2 separate regions of the Mus musculus genome follow, and region 1 is linked to region 2. A link is a contact called in public promoter capture Hi-C data. All regions are on one chromosome and are shown on one strand. Each heading gives the region's core, a stretch centred on a gene start, on an enhancer-like site or on the middle of the called end of the contact. The rest is flanking DNA. Distances are from core to core; before and after follow the strand shown.

The links. Promoter capture Hi-C pulls out the DNA fragments that hold promoters and counts their contacts.
Region 1: a contact with region 2 is called in a promoter capture Hi-C map of liver, with 5 times the contacts expected there. The contact joins the promoter of Dus3l here to the promoter of Rab5a in region 2. A contact is called at or near these places in 2 of 39 promoter capture datasets (liver and pre-B cells).

What each region holds. Positions count from the first base shown.
Region 1 is chr17:56,763,408-56,766,107 of GRCm38.p6, forward strand. It overlaps Dus3l (dihydrouridine synthase 3-like (S. cerevisiae)), which reads left to right and starts at 1,344. Exons shown (of 13, transcript NM_144858.2): 1 at 1,344-1,534; 2 at 2,118-2,385. The coding sequence starts at 1,449.
Region 2 is chr17:53,477,943-53,480,642 of GRCm38.p6, forward strand. Rab5a (RAB5A, member RAS oncogene family) reads left to right here and starts at 1,292. Exons shown (of 6, transcript NM_025887.4): 1 at 1,292-1,666.

The DNA of each region.
Region 1 (2,700 bases), core at 94-2,593, 3.3 Mb after region 2:
TTTGAGGAAGGGATCTTGTTTCTGTCGTTGCCCTTTGCAGCCCTGTTTCTTCCAAGAGCGTGTCCTTATCACAACCCAATTGTAGACGCTACAAAGGAGCCTCAGCCTTAAAATGCATTGTTATTCCCATCTTGCCCAGTAGGGACGGTAGAGAGCAATGGCGCAAACAGGGTGCTATTGTGGTCTAAGGCTAATTAATCGCTTTACCTCTCTGGGCCTGTTTCCCCTTATGTTATACAACCAGCAGAGTCTAGTTCGTGCGTTGCGGGACAGCCTGGGCTACAGGGTGAGACCCCCATCTCCATGAATTAAATAAATTTAAATACTGATTGGTTTGACTTGGCTTTGGTTGAGACATGTAGCTCAGGCTGGCCTCAAACACCAGGACTGCCAGGGCTATACAGAGAAACCCTGTCTCGACCCCCTCCCCCCCCCCCAAAAAAAAAAAAACCAAAACAAAAACAAAACACTACCTCCCGATCCACCCAAGTGCTGTTCTTACATGTTTAAGCACATTTTTATTAAAATAGTAATTGCAGGATCGGAGAAGTGCCTGATGTCAGGCTCAAGGGGCTGAGTTCAATCCCGGGACCGACATGGGGATGCAGGGACCCCCGCCCCCCATTGTCATATGACCTCCACATAAGGGTGACACACAGGAGACCCACACACACACAATAGATGAGTAAATGTCACTTTCAAAGTAACGCTGGCACACACCTTTAATCCCAGCACTTGGGAGGCAGAGGCAGGAGGATTTCTGAGTTTGAGGCTTGCCTGGGCTACATAGTGAGACGCTGTCTCAAAAAAAAAAAAAAAAAGAAAAAAGAAAAGAAAAGGCAGTACAATAAAAATAATTCAAATTGCCACGCGTTTATGGGCCACAGTGGCTCACGAAGGGCACTGTCAAAGGACAGCGTGTCCCCGTGAAGTCATTTGATCCTTCAAAGCTGTTGGTATTTTTTGTTTGTCTTCTGAGACACGGTTTCTCTGAGTAGCTCAGGCTGTTCTGGACCTCACTCTATAGACCAGGCTGGCCTCGAACTCATGATTCACCTGACTCGATCTCCCCAGTGCTGGGATTAAAGGCGTGCGCAACACCGCTCGGGCTGCGGTTTTTTATTATAAAATAACAGACTCGTTTGTAAAAGGGACAGAAGCAGAGTAGGTGAGTGTGAGCTGCACCCACACCCACACCCCCAGATTCACTTCCACGGATCAAGAGTGACCCACGGATGACCGACAAGAACCCCTCCGGGACCCTTGAGCACTTCCGTTTCCTGCGCAGCCTTGGCCCCCCCCCCCCCCGCCCCCACGGTCGTGCGCACGCGCGCCTTAGCAGCATTGCTGTAGTCTGAGCGTGCGCATTTCTTTCTGTAGGCTCCAGAGGACACGAGCGACCCGGAAGACTTTCCTGCCACACTCCAGAGCTGGTGTGAGGGGCATCGATGGCGGAGACGGCAGCGGAGAGCGGTGGTGGCGGTGACTCCGGGGTTGGCGCGTGCGAACGGGGGGTGGCGCCCATTAAAGCTCAGTGAGTCGCTGGCGCCCGTCAGCGAAGCTGATGTGGCCTTCCCGGCGTCCGTGGCGGGTGCGAGTGGTGCATGCTGGGAGGTGTGGCGGCATCCTGGAGAGCGGCATCCCGGAGGCGCCAAAGTCTTTACCTACCTTCTGCTGACACACGAGTGTAACATGTGTTGGTTGTCACAAGCCATGAGGCCGGCTGTGCACATAGGCAGCTTTGGGGAACCAGAAGCAGGGCCCGAGGTGCATGGTGGGGCTTGTAGTCTCCACGAGGGAAAAAAAAATGGCTCGCAGCGAAAGACCTGGGAAGGGTGGTAGCTTGAGTCTCGCTGCCAAGCATGCTGGGGTTTGTAGTTCCTTCGTAGCCTACCAAGGATATTGATATTTGTGTGTCGCAACCCTTAAGGCAATTCAGTTCTCAGAGCAGAGACACAAATGGCTCCTTCAAGTGTAAAACAGGTGTCCCCGTGGCACTGGGTGAAAACTGGCTGGTTCTAAGTAGGGAAAGCTTCCTGCAAGCAGGAGCACGTGAGCTTGGCATTAGCCCCCAAGCCCCTTTCCCTGTGCACATCGAGCCTCTCCCGCTCTGGCAGGTACCGCACAACCAAAGAACGGTTCCACGAATATCTGGATGGAGACAAGCAGGAGGGTGCATGCCAGGAAGTGCCCACAGGAGACCCAGCTGAGCCAGGGGCCAAAAGAATTCGCCTGGAAGATGGGCAGGAAAATGGGAAGACAGAGGTGGCAATTGAATCCCGTGAAAGGCAGGTGCCCAAGAGGGCCCGTGGCCAAAACAAAAGCCGGCCCCATGTGAAGCCAGCACACTACGACAAGGACAGGCTCTGCCCGTCCTTCCTCCAGGTGAGGGGTGGCTCTACAGGCTTGGCTTAAAGTCTGAAGATGCTGTGCTGTGACAAATATATATGACCCTTGACCTACAGGGACTCGACCTAGTAGTGCCTTGCCTTGGCCCCTGGTGCTGCCTTCAAAGTCATTGACCCTCAGCCTATCTACACATCACACTTGAATTTATTTATTTTTGGTTTTTTTGAGACAGGGTTTCTCTGTGTAGCCCTGGCTGACCTGGAACTCACTCTGTAAACTAGGCTGGTCCTGAACTCAGAGAGCACTCCCAAGTTCTGGGATTAAAGATGTGCTCAGCTATTTCAATTTACC
Region 2 (2,700 bases), core at 42-2,541:
GTAGGGTTACATGGGAATGAGAAACTAGAAGAGGGAAGCTCATGACTTGGAGAAGTTTAGGGTAGGAAGTGGGGTGAGAAGAGCCACAGGTACTGAGTAAATCAGAAGGCTAGCCTTGTGTTTTGGTATGCTAATAGGCACCACAGAACCTTTCTGACAGAGACAAGGAATGACTCTTTTGATAGAAACCAGTGCCAGAATTTAGGGGAGTGGAGTATTTGGACCTATGCGGATCAAGGGAACGTCTTAAATAGGTGTGCTGTGGGCAGCCATAAACATCTTGGGCTGCTGTTCATTGGAATCTTAAGAACTAGTGTTATGGAGCCGGCTGCAGGCTAGACTATATCTAACCTGTGATCGTGGCCAAATTATTTGCCTCCCTCATTCATTCCACAAACATGCCAGGACTCTGTGTGCTTATCAACTGTGCTTATCAATGGGTGTGTGTGTGTGTGTGAGAGAGAGAGAGAGAGAGAGAGAGAGAGAGAGAGAGATCACTCCAAAATGTTTACTACTTAGTTCAATGGGGAATTCCAAATAAACGCTAATTATTAGGATTTCCTCCTTTTCACTCAAAAAACAAACAAAACAAAACAAAAAACCACACACACAGGTAAACTCTCAATAAAAGCAAGTTATTCTTTTGAGGTTTGCTGTCTAAAGGCAGCTTTTGAATTTAAGGGTCTTAATTCTCTCCGAGATCACAGACACGCCCATTCTCGGAAAAGCAGGGCATTTCCAGAGCCACAGGAGCCCTCGCTCGCCTAAACCCCTTTACTGAGCTGCTGAAGTGGTGTGAGAGGCCTGTGAGTGAACCATCAGACCGAAAATCGCCGCAATGGGAAGACAACCCAGGCTGACAATGGCAGTGGGGACCCTGTCAGCTCCGATGAGACCCATAAAACGCAGGTCTGGCCCACGCCTCTCGGGTTCCCAACCCGCCGGCTTAGAGCGCCGCCACCCAGATAACAATGGTGGTACTGAGGGTGGAGCCCCGGGGAGGAGGAAGGCAGAGCAAGGAAGTGAGTAGGTCTGGCCCCAGGGAATTGGAGAAGACACGTGACGCAACCCCACGCCCCCCTCTTCATTCCTGACGCTCCTGCCTCGCCTTGCAGCCGGAGCCCAAAGATGTCGGTTCAGATCAAGGAGGCGTTAGAGAGGGCCGAACTATTCTCCCTTAGCGCACCCGGGGATGTCACGTGACTTCGGCCCCGCCCCCTTAGGAAGCCGCTGCCGGCCTCCTGGGAGGGGCAGCGGCGGAAATGACGTCACGGCGTTCTTCGCTGCGTGCGGCTACGTGGCGGAGCCGGCGGAAGCAGTTCCTGCGCTGGAGCCCGAGTGTTTGTGTTTTGGTTCGTGAGGAGCCGGGGCGGTCTGAGGGGAGGAGACCGAGGGAGGAGGAGGAGGAGAACGACGACGACGAGGAAGAAGTCCTCGGAACTCGAGCGCGGCGACTCTGGAGGAGGAGGAGAAAGGAAGGCGGAACGGAGAGGCGGAGACGCAGCCCGGCAGGGGCGGCGGCACGGCGGGCGGCGCTCAGAGTCCCGCGCCGGCCAGGGTGAGAAGAAGGAGCGAGCAGGCGACGCCGCCGCTGCAGCCGCGGCGCATCCGATCTCCGGGCCGGGCCGGGCCGTGCGTGGCCTCGCTGCCGGGAGACGCGGCCCAGGTAAGCCGCCGTCGGGGCGGGTCCCTGTGGTCCCGGGCCGGGCTTGGGGCCTCCAAGCCGCCGCGGGCCCTCAGCGCTTAGTGACTCATTCTTCTAGCAGCTTCGGGGCCTGGGACGTGGGGAATCCTCTGAGGGAGCGGCGGGTGGCACCCTCTTCCCTTCACAAGATGGCGCCGTGGGAAGAGCCTGGGGCCCTGGCGGTCTCCAGCCCGGTCTTTGGGGCTCTGTCCCGGCTACTGAGCCGGATCGCATCCGGGGTGACGGGGGTGGCTCAGGAGCGCGCCCACCAGGCCCAGCGGAGCTCCTGGCCCCGGCACCCCGGTTTGATTTCTCGGCTTCTTCCAGACAGGAACCCAGGCCTCCAGCAGGTGGGGATTGGGGAGCTCCGCCTACCTCTGACCGGCTTGGCCGGGCTGTGCGAGTAGTGGGATCCTCTGGTCCCTTCCGTGGGAGGTGGGAAGCCCGGGCCAAGGTGCGAGCAGGTTAACATCCTAACGCCTCCAGAAGTTTAAAGCTTTGACTGTCACTCTTGGCATATTAGTTTTTGCCTCGCCGAAATGGATTTAAAGTTCTGAATCAGTTGCCTTGCACGTAACTAATTAAAAAAAAAAAAACTGTTACATCTTCCAGAATATTGAGGTCTGCCCAGAATCGTTCTTAATGTAAAATTTGAACCCGTGGGGTTGTGAACAAAGTAGGCAGCACAACAGTGCCTGGCACAATTTAAGGGCTCAGTGCAATTTTTTTAATCAAAGACTTCCTAACTGTATAAAAAAACTATTTTAAAGATTGGAGATGCATATTATGCAAAAGTTTTCTTTGACGGAATAAAAGTACAAGTTATAAGTGCAGAACCTCTGTGCACTGAGCAGTAGCTTCACTGAACACCCCCAGCCCTCGCACTTAACATTAATACCATGTTCAACCTGTGTAGGTTTATACTTGGGCTTATTTCCGTTTGAGGTCTTTGGAAGTAAAAGATTTAGTAGCTTTGCACTTTAAAAGACACTGACTGTGAAGGCACCCCGCCTGTC